2 separate regions of the Zea mays genome follow, and region 1 is linked to region 2. The links are chromatin contacts, called in public Hi-C maps. All regions are on one chromosome and are shown on one strand. The core of a region is the stretch at or near the end of the contact, and the rest is flanking DNA. Distances in the headings are between cores, read along the strand shown. Region 1 holds the start of LOC100382609. Region 2 holds the start of LOC103647119 (heterogeneous nuclear ribonucleoprotein Q).

What was found. Hi-C and Micro-C count contacts between places; a contact is called where the count stands out from the background.
Region 1: a Hi-C map of tassel shows a contact between it and region 2, with 3 times the contacts expected there. The contact joins the promoter of LOC100382609 here to the promoter of LOC103647119 in region 2. A contact is called at or near these places in 2 of 25 Hi-C or Micro-C datasets (ear and tassel).

What each region holds. Positions count from the first base shown.
Region 1 is chr2:152,842,910-152,847,593 of Zm-B73-REFERENCE-NAM-5.0, forward strand. It overlaps LOC100382609, which reads right to left and starts at 1,570. Exons shown (of 3, transcript NM_001294309.1): 1 at 1,380-1,570; 2 at 1,220-1,267. The coding sequence starts at 1,472. It overlaps LOC103648992 (calcium-dependent protein kinase 25), which reads left to right and starts at 4,264. Exons shown (of 7, transcript XM_008673351.3): 1 at 4,264-4,684. The coding sequence starts at 4,376.
Region 2 is chr2:152,063,731-152,068,197 of Zm-B73-REFERENCE-NAM-5.0, forward strand. LOC103647119 (heterogeneous nuclear ribonucleoprotein Q) reads right to left here and starts at 3,055. Exons shown (of 9, transcript XM_008671678.3): 1 at 2,634-3,055.

The sequences.
Region 1 (4,684 bases), core at 320-2,819, 780 kb after region 2:
ATCCACATGTTTTATTGGTCCATGATGTATAAATTAAACGTGTTGGACTCTTCTAAATATTTTCCTTCTGCACATTACAATTAATTAATAATGTAACTGCATATTCGTCCAAGCCTGGCAATAATTTTTGCATTGTTCATTAATTTGTGCAGCCACATAACTCCTCTACATCGGCATCAATTCATCAAACATCATGATTGTTGTCTATCTGCCTTGTGATGTGGAAAATGCAATCGTCATGGAATGCTTTGAAATGGGCATCCATTGTAAAATATAACAGTAACACAGATTGCCTGATAGTGTTGAATTATTTTCTACTGAGTGTGAGGCAATAAGTAACTCCAGTTATTTGTCAGAAAACTATTACATCACGTTCTGCATATATTACATCAGGAATAAATATCTACAGAAACGAGAAATCAAGAACAACAAAAACACAATATGTACATTTCTGGCTAATCTCAATGCTCTATTGTTTCCCTTGCTCATTAAAAGGTAATGGTAAGCAGGTGCTCCTACACACATTGAGACATAAATGGAAGTGGTCGTAACAGTGCTAGTTTCATAAGATTGATTCAGTTCAGACCTAAATAACTAATGGCAAAAAAAAAGAACACATCTTGTAGATGCTTAATTTGCTGTACCAAATGTGACACTCTGCTTCACTAAAAATAAAACAACCTATAGACAGAGTATTTGACTGCTGCGAACCAAATAAATATGATTACATGCATGTGGTTATCAAGGGAAAGCATGTCATGATAAATCTGGAAGAGATGAAAAATGAGAACAATATTTTCAAAGTATCGCCATGTACTAACAAAATAGTCACTCATCTGCATAGACAAGCCCATATATATAAAAGGCAAGCAATGCCGCATCATCACATCTAAAAAACTGTGGCATAGGAACAGTAGTAGCTGAGAAAAATGGAGACCACAACCAGGTGTATTCTTCCTCAGGGTGGGTGACAGGACCGCAATCCAGAAGGGACAAGGACAAAATGCGATCAGGCAACTATAAACACGCGACCTAATTGCACACAGATAACAATTGGCATTCTCTCACAAGCGACCTTAATCCAGAACAAATCAAATAAACAGATGTTTCATCACTCAGAACTGCCTAAATTTCTTTCACTAATTGGCCGATGACAATGGCAACGAACTGATAATAACAGAACAATAACGCGAAACGGAAGCTGGGGGAGAAATGTTACCCCGAGGTTGTTCATCTCCCAGATCTTGTGAACTCCGTAGTCTACAACCTGCAAACGGCAGACAACCGAATAGGAATCAAAGAGAGAACCCTTGAGGGAGAGGGAATGGCAGGTCTGGGATCTGGGGGTCGGGGCCTCGGGGGAGGGAGGGATGGCGCACCCGCTCGCCCGCAAAGGCACCGGCGACGACGAAGGTAACGTAGACGGCGTTGCGGCGCATCACCACGCGGTACAGCGAGTCGAGGAGGCCCATGGCGAACGGCGGCGGCGGGTGGGCGTGCGGGAGACGGGGAGAGCGAGCGAGAGGAGACAGGAAAGGCGGAGACGGATTCGGAGACGTCTTCTTTTTATAGTTCCCACCTTCTTGTTGATTTAATAATTTTGATCCCTTTCTTTTGGTCCGAACCCAGTGGGCAGTGGCCCATCCAGTTCTTTTTAATATTTTTATAACAAAATATATTTATTTATTTATTTTAGATAATGAATTTATATAATGTGTACTTAAATTTTGAACGGTGACTAGAAATACAAATGGTATGGATATTTTTTTGGCCATATTCGAGTTTGAATCCATTTAGAAAATTTTTAATTAGTCCCAAGGTTGTATATTAGCATGTGCATGTGCAATTGGGCTACCGAACAGGGTCCAAAATCATGAAGCCCCAAATTTCGAGCAAGTTCAGATAGAAAGAAGCAGCTCATTAGGTATGTTGGGGTGTTTGGTTTGAGAAATGATCTAGTTCATTATCTTCTCACTCACTATTTTTGTTCACCTCATTCATCATAGTTAGTTAGTACTAATATGACGAATAGTGTCATCCCACCAAATTTAAAGAATGAAATCATGGTGCACCACATCAATTTGAACGGAGTAATTACTCAAACCAAACACCCCCAATCCCCCATTGATTTCCATCTTGTGTTGACGTTCCGAATTCTTGGCGAACATGTGATTGTGTGTTGTTATCGTTAAGCCAGACGTTGCTTTACATTCTAGGCTTCTACTGTTCTACGTGACTACGTCACTGCCATCCTGCCAGACTGCCAGGCGATTGATGCTTTTTATAGAAGATGAGTTGGATATCGATAAGAACCACATGTACTTTTTTTCCAAAATACGATTATAATAAAGTTTTAGTAATTTTTCTGGCCTAAAGTTTTGTTTGGCACAGTGCCCTCCGAATCTCGGGTACGGCCTTGATTAGTCCTATTTAAGTCCATATATATTATATAGGACTAAATTTTTTTACCTAAAAACCGAACCAAACTGAACCAAGATTTTAGAGCACTTCATGCACAGGGTTGAACTATCTTCACAGTAGCCCTTTTAGTCCTACCTGTTAGCACATGTTCTCATTTTAGGGCAATGTCATTCACCAAGAGAACAATAAAACACCCAATCACTCTCTTCACTCACACACACACTCTAGGTCTTCACCTCTATCTCTCTAGGAACCATGAACAAGCAGGAGCCGACGAGGTGACGATAAGGAAGAAGTGGACGAGGAGCTCAACCACTAAAACACTATAGAGATCAACCTAGAGAATACCACAATAGTTGGGGATTGAGAAGAAGATTTCTCTACCTAGCAGATATGAGCAAGGAGGACGTGGAACTTTCAAGGAGGAACAAGAGAGGTAGAAAGTTGATATATCTTCTTCAAGTTGTTGAGAAGCTTAGTAACACCTCTCCAATCGCTTGGGTTGGCACATTCTTAGCTTTTATCACATTTTAAGAAATAGAGTTCACCACCTTCAAAATATGCCTATACAATGAATGATGCTTGGATGCAATATAGCTAGATTCAACTAGCTATATATGGTCAATAGAACCCTGTGAGCACCTCACAAACACGACTTCAATTTTGAGACCCTAAGCGAGTAAATGGTTAAAGTCCTCTTATTATTAGTCTTAGGACTTCTCCTTGCTAAATGCTTGTCAGCGATCTATATATCTTCCCCACTACGGGAGATACTATATATAGGGCCTTGGACCTCTAGGGTATCTCAAAGGCCTAGTCACAACAATTCTCAACAGTATTTAATTTTATACATGTATGAACAGTGTAGGAATTTGAGTGCCCAACCCAAGAGTGGGAGGTGTAAATTGGGTAGCTAAACTTAAATAGGGCTCTTCTTATTTAGGTTTATCTAGTCTCTACTTAGACTAATTCAGAAAGAATTTTACAACCTATGGTTAATCATATCTCTAGTCTAAGCAAATTTAGGAAAGTTAAAAGCACACAATTAGGCACATGTGAAAGATGCGTATGGTAAGTAAAAGACTTATAAGGAAAAAGTGGGTGAATCCTCAAGATGTGGTGGTATATCCCAATGATATTAGATGCCAGAATATAGGGGGGAAATCGATGTATACCATCTCTACCAGGATACCTGTGCGGACTTTGCAACTGACACATGGACCATGGTGTCTTCTTAGATTTGGTTATTAGCTAATTGCGCTACAACTTGTTCAAGGCTAGACCAAATTAAAAAACTAATATTAAACATAAAAAGTTAGGCAAACTATAGTAAATTATGCAGCGATCCAACAACAAGCCATGTCTCGTGGGTCATGAGCCACGCGTCGGCCATACACCCACATGATGTTTCCATACGGATGGTCCTTATGCAATTTTGTCTGCAAAACACAAGCCTTAATACAGCCACGCGACAATCATGGAAGTGGTCGTTTTAGGTCCTCATCATGAAGTTCAGGGAAAACGCATCAAATGTAATGCAGAGAAATGGTATTTCTTCTCTTGTAAATCAGGGAGAGGAGTACCATCAGTACAGATTCAGAATCAGAATTCAGTCTTCCAACGACAATAATCGCAGCATCTTGTAAAAATTTGCAGAAACTTCTGTTTGACTTGTAGCCCTGACCTTTGCAAATACTTGAAGTTGTGCCTGCTGACACAACTTCAATCTGGAAGTGCTGTTGATCAGTTTTGCCAGAAACAGCAAGCAGCCTATATATATCTGTCACGAGACACCCTGCCGCCCTCTTCTTTCCCGCCATTCCCTCCCTACCCTTCAAAATCTAGAAACCTTTTTTTTTTCCTCCCGATACGCCCCTCCATCTCTCGCCGTTCATGTCCGTGGCTGGCTGCCCTCCGTGGGAGCAGGCGGCCGCACTCGTTCCCCGCCGCAGCCATGGGCCAGTGCTGCTCCAAGGGCGCCGGAGAGGCCGGCGCCACCGAGGCGGCGCCAAAGGCGCAGGCGCCAAGCCGCGGCGCGTCCGCGAACAACGCCGACGGACAACGGGCGTCGTCCTCGTCCGCGGTGGCTGCTGCCGCTGCTGCTGCCGGTGGTGGTGGCGGCGGCACGACGAAGCCGGCCTCACCCACCGGCGGCGCCAGGGCCAGCTCCGGCAGCAAACCGGCGGCGGCCGTGGGCACGGTGCTGGGCCGGCCCATGGAGGACGTGCGCGCGACCTACTCGATGGGCAAGGAGCTCGGGCGC
Region 2 (4,467 bases), core at 1,805-4,304:
TAGACTATTGTTGCTCCGCAGATAGAGCTGAAAGTTTAATTGTGTGATTATATCTAAACTATCTTGTCCATATACGTTAAAATCAATCTTATCGTTGCATAGAACAGAAGACAGGATCACAGGAATGATGAATTTATGGTATCCACCAGCAGATTACAATGGCATTGGCATTCTACAGGTATCAAGCTGGACCAAATATAGTTTTGATGAAAAACAGGATAGTTTTTTTGTAGTGACACAACCGAAAAATAATGTTGGTCAATGGAAGAGGGATATCTGGTCCGATATCCTAAAATTTTTTCAATTACGTAGGGAAGGGGTAGCAGGCCCAGCCCACCAGCCAGTCCATATATCCTACTTACGTACACAAACAAAAATAATTCAGGCAACTGTGGTTTTGGCAGGACAAGTTTGTGGTCGACGGGGGAAAAGTGAATCAATCCACTTTAGGGTTTCACAGTCGAGTAATCTAGTCACGGTTCTTAAAGCGGTAAGGCGAGACAAGGCGTTAGATCACCGCCTGGACCAAGGTTTTAAAGTCGGCTAGTCGACTCTAGTTGCCTAAGCACCGATAAGGTGACTAATCGCGATTAGTCGTCGATTAGCTCGATTAGTCGAGCCTAGTCGTCCTATAGTCGTCCATCTATAACAGGACCATATATATAACAGTATACTAGATTGCAAAAGGACAGAAGACTAGAGGAGGGATTACCAGAAGTGCTCATCTCTGTTTGAGCCTTTGAGGTCTGAACAGAGCAGGAGGGAGTGGAGGATGGTCTGAACTCTGAACAGAGCAGAAGGAAGCCTGGAGCAGAGATTGCCGCACCCTGGATGCTGGAGCAGGGACAGCTGCACGCTGGAGCAGGGACAGGTCACAGGTCGAAGCAGAGATGAGGGCGACGGGCCGGCAGTAGATGAGGGCGGCAGCGCTCAGCAGTCAGCAGTCCAGCTCCAACAAGCAGATGAGGGCGGCGGCGCTCGGCAGTCCAGCTCCAGCAAGCAGATGAGGGTGGCGGCGCTCAGAGCAGTCCAGCAACCAAATGAAGGCGGCGGCGCTCAGCTCCAGCTAGGGCAAAAGACTGTATAAGGGGCTAAGGGCAGCGACGCTCAGTTTCAGCTCCCATGATGGGCCGGCCCAAATGGAAAAGAGCAGATACCTGCTTCATCTGCTGGAGCCCAAAACAGAGAACCTAGTCGGACACAACCCTAATCGGACGACTAATCGCCGACTAATCGCGATTAGTCGGACGACTAGGTTTCTAGTCGCCCTAATCGCGTCGGTAGCCCTAATCGCCCTTACAGCAGCGATAAGTCCGACTAATCGCGATTAGTCGGACGACTTTAAAACCATGGCCTGGACACCTAGGCGACGCCTAAGGCAAGCAAGGTGGCGCCTTATCTATCTAAGAACCAGCGAGACAGCAGCACGGAGAGGAAGAAAAAGAAAAAGAAAAGAAAATAAAGAAGGGAAGGGGTAGCAGGCCCAGCCCACCAGCCAGTCGATATATCCCCCTGTTACCCTCCTTGCCCCGGCGATTCAGCTGCCATCACTCGCAATGGAGCCGCCGCTGCCCCCGATTTGATTCGCCGTTGTCGCTCTGATTCAACGCCGCCCCTTCCCCTCCCTCTTGCTGGTTCTTCGCTAGGTGCCTGGACGCCTAGGCGTCGCCTTTAAAACAGTGAATCTAGTAAATGCTAAAGAGCCACTGCCAGCCCTAACTGCTCCTGCTCCAACACAGCATGGTCATGCAAGAATAAAGACAGGAAGGAAGAGTATTGGAAGCTTTTACCGGGGGCCTGATGCCACAACCAGGATTTGAATCTTTTTTTTTGTGAGCGAATCTACAATCTAGGGTAAAGGAAGAATAAATGGAAGCTTTGACCAGGGACTTGATCGCACAACTAGGATTTTAATGTAGACAACATATCTGGTGCACATGAAAGTTTGGTGCACATGGTGCACATATTCAATCAGCACCACTCATTTTAGATCTAACGTCTCTAGTTGTTTGGTATATTTTGCTAAGGACACCCTTCGACGTGGTAGGGTGTAGTGGTGGAAGGTGTTATTTGTAAATTGCAATGATCAATCAGAGACGTTAGATCTAAGATGAATAGTGATGATTTAATATGTGCACTAAACTTTCATGTGCACCAGATATGTCCTCTTTAATGTAGGGTAGTCCTACCCAATTCTACCATATGCGGCCCAGTATAATTCCATATTCACAATTGAGTATACAAGTACAATATTTTGCAATTTGGAATAATCGAAATTCAAGATTCGGTATTAAAGCATTTGATATTTATATTGATCAGAAGCACGATATTTTTCCACTATTGTTTCTGCATACCTCACCTCACAACCAACAGTAGCATAAAATGACATTGTAAGGATCTCAATTGACACGGTATGTTTCCACTATTGATTCTGCATACCTCAACTCTCAACAAACAATAGCATAAAATGACATTGTAAGGATCTCAATTGAAGTATTAAATGATGTATCTGATCATGGAAGTATGGCACCGTAGCTGAGTATCAATATGTGTAGCAATCTAGGCTGTCTAGCAGATATTTAGAAGAATTTAAGAATTGAGAGAGAATCCAGAGCGGTCTAATTGGAACTCACCAGCTACGGCTTGTGCGCGGCTGCAGTCCTGCAGATTGAAGAACAATTGTGCGTGCTGTGGTCCTGCGGACTGAAGAAGTGCAGTGTATCAGGTATTCAGGTCCGAGGTTGCCGGTGCGGCTCGAGGCGCCGCGGTCGGATAGGAGAATCTACAGGCGGCGGCGGATCCGGCCTGGCCGAAACCCTAGCAGGGTGCGGCGGCGGGCGGACGGACGGACGGCGGTTGCGGTGGGGGTGGACCGTTGGACACGGGATACCTAGAGTACGCAGGGGCGGAACCGTCGGCGGCGTGGGTAGTGGGCGTGGGCGTGGGCGTGGGCGTGGGCGTGGGCGTGGCGAGCGGAGAGCCGGAGACCCCAGGCGCGACCGCTGAGTGGAGAGAGGCACGCAACGCGACGACCGCACATGACTATTGGGGCCTAGTTGGAGCCAGCTTCTTGTGGGCCTTAAGAGAAAACAGTGGGCCAAATCTAGGATAGTCCTAGTCCATCGGGTGTTTTGTTGTTTGGTTTAGACCTCGAGAAAGCTGTCTGGCGTGGGCAGCACTTCGAGCGTTCAAATTTAACTAGACGTGCCTTGCAACGGAAATATATAACACCAGTATACTACGATAACTTATATATATAATGTGTATTATATCGTTATAAGAAAATGTTTCATACTCAATTTTTTATTCTGACCATACATAAATTTTGTTATTTATAATCTATCTGTTTCACCACTACATTGCAATCATCAGTATCATGCAGACTTCGATATATGTCACGATTTGTATGGTCTCATTATTAGAAAGCACGTTCCACACATACCGGAAGAAATTCACTCGTACATCGTTAGTCATCAGACACGTACAACCATACGCTTTTGCTTAAACAAAAAGACAAGTGTGTGTTTGCGAAGAGAATTAAAGACAAGCCGGCACAAAAGCTACCCCAACGGTGGCGAGAATGATGAACTGGTCATTGTTGTCGGTCCTCCTCTGCGTCATCTCTGGCGCCAAGATGACGCCACAGTCCTCGATATAGTAGTCGTCGAACGCGCGCGACATACCGAGTACTGGTGACTCTTGGCTGGGTTGTAAAACGAAGTGCACCCCGGGCTCATCAGCAAGGTAGTACCCCTGGCCGTTGCACCACCGGATGCGCTACTCCTCTACATACATCGTGTTCGAGGACACTCATACAACGTCAGCAACGACCATCGTCTTAGCGCACAAGAATTCATGGCCAGTCAGTAGCGACTTACGTGGCAGGTTGGGCTTCAGGTGGACGATGAGCTGGACGACGTGATGGCGTCGTCGTCGAATGCGGTGCCCAGAATAACCCGAGAGTCGCCGACGTTGGCGACGACCATGAGGTCCCCCTGCTTGACGATGGACAGCGCGGAGCAACCGCTCTGCACCACGTCTAAGTGGCGGCTGCGCCGGAGCTTGTCGTACATAGCGCCACATGCGGCCACGTAGGACTGTTTCTAGAGGTCGAACTGGCAGTCGCCAAGTTTCTTCTTGTCGTCGATGAGCGGCCCCAACGCGAGTGCCTCCTGCTAATGGTGTTTGTTCGGGGTTTTCAAGTAAGAAACATGGATTCATGTTTGGCGTTGGTTTATAAAAATGACTCACAAGTCAGATCCATGGAAAAAATATTATGAATAATAAATGTCACGCATGCAAAAAAAGGAATTTAAGTTGAAAACGTTATTCAAACAAAAGAAATTGCATGCAAGGCTCTTCTTTAAATACTACTCCCTCCATCCAAAAATATAATTCAAGAATCTCAGTGATACTGTATTTTTTTAAATTTTAGCTAGGCGTCGGCTATACGAGGGAATGGGAATG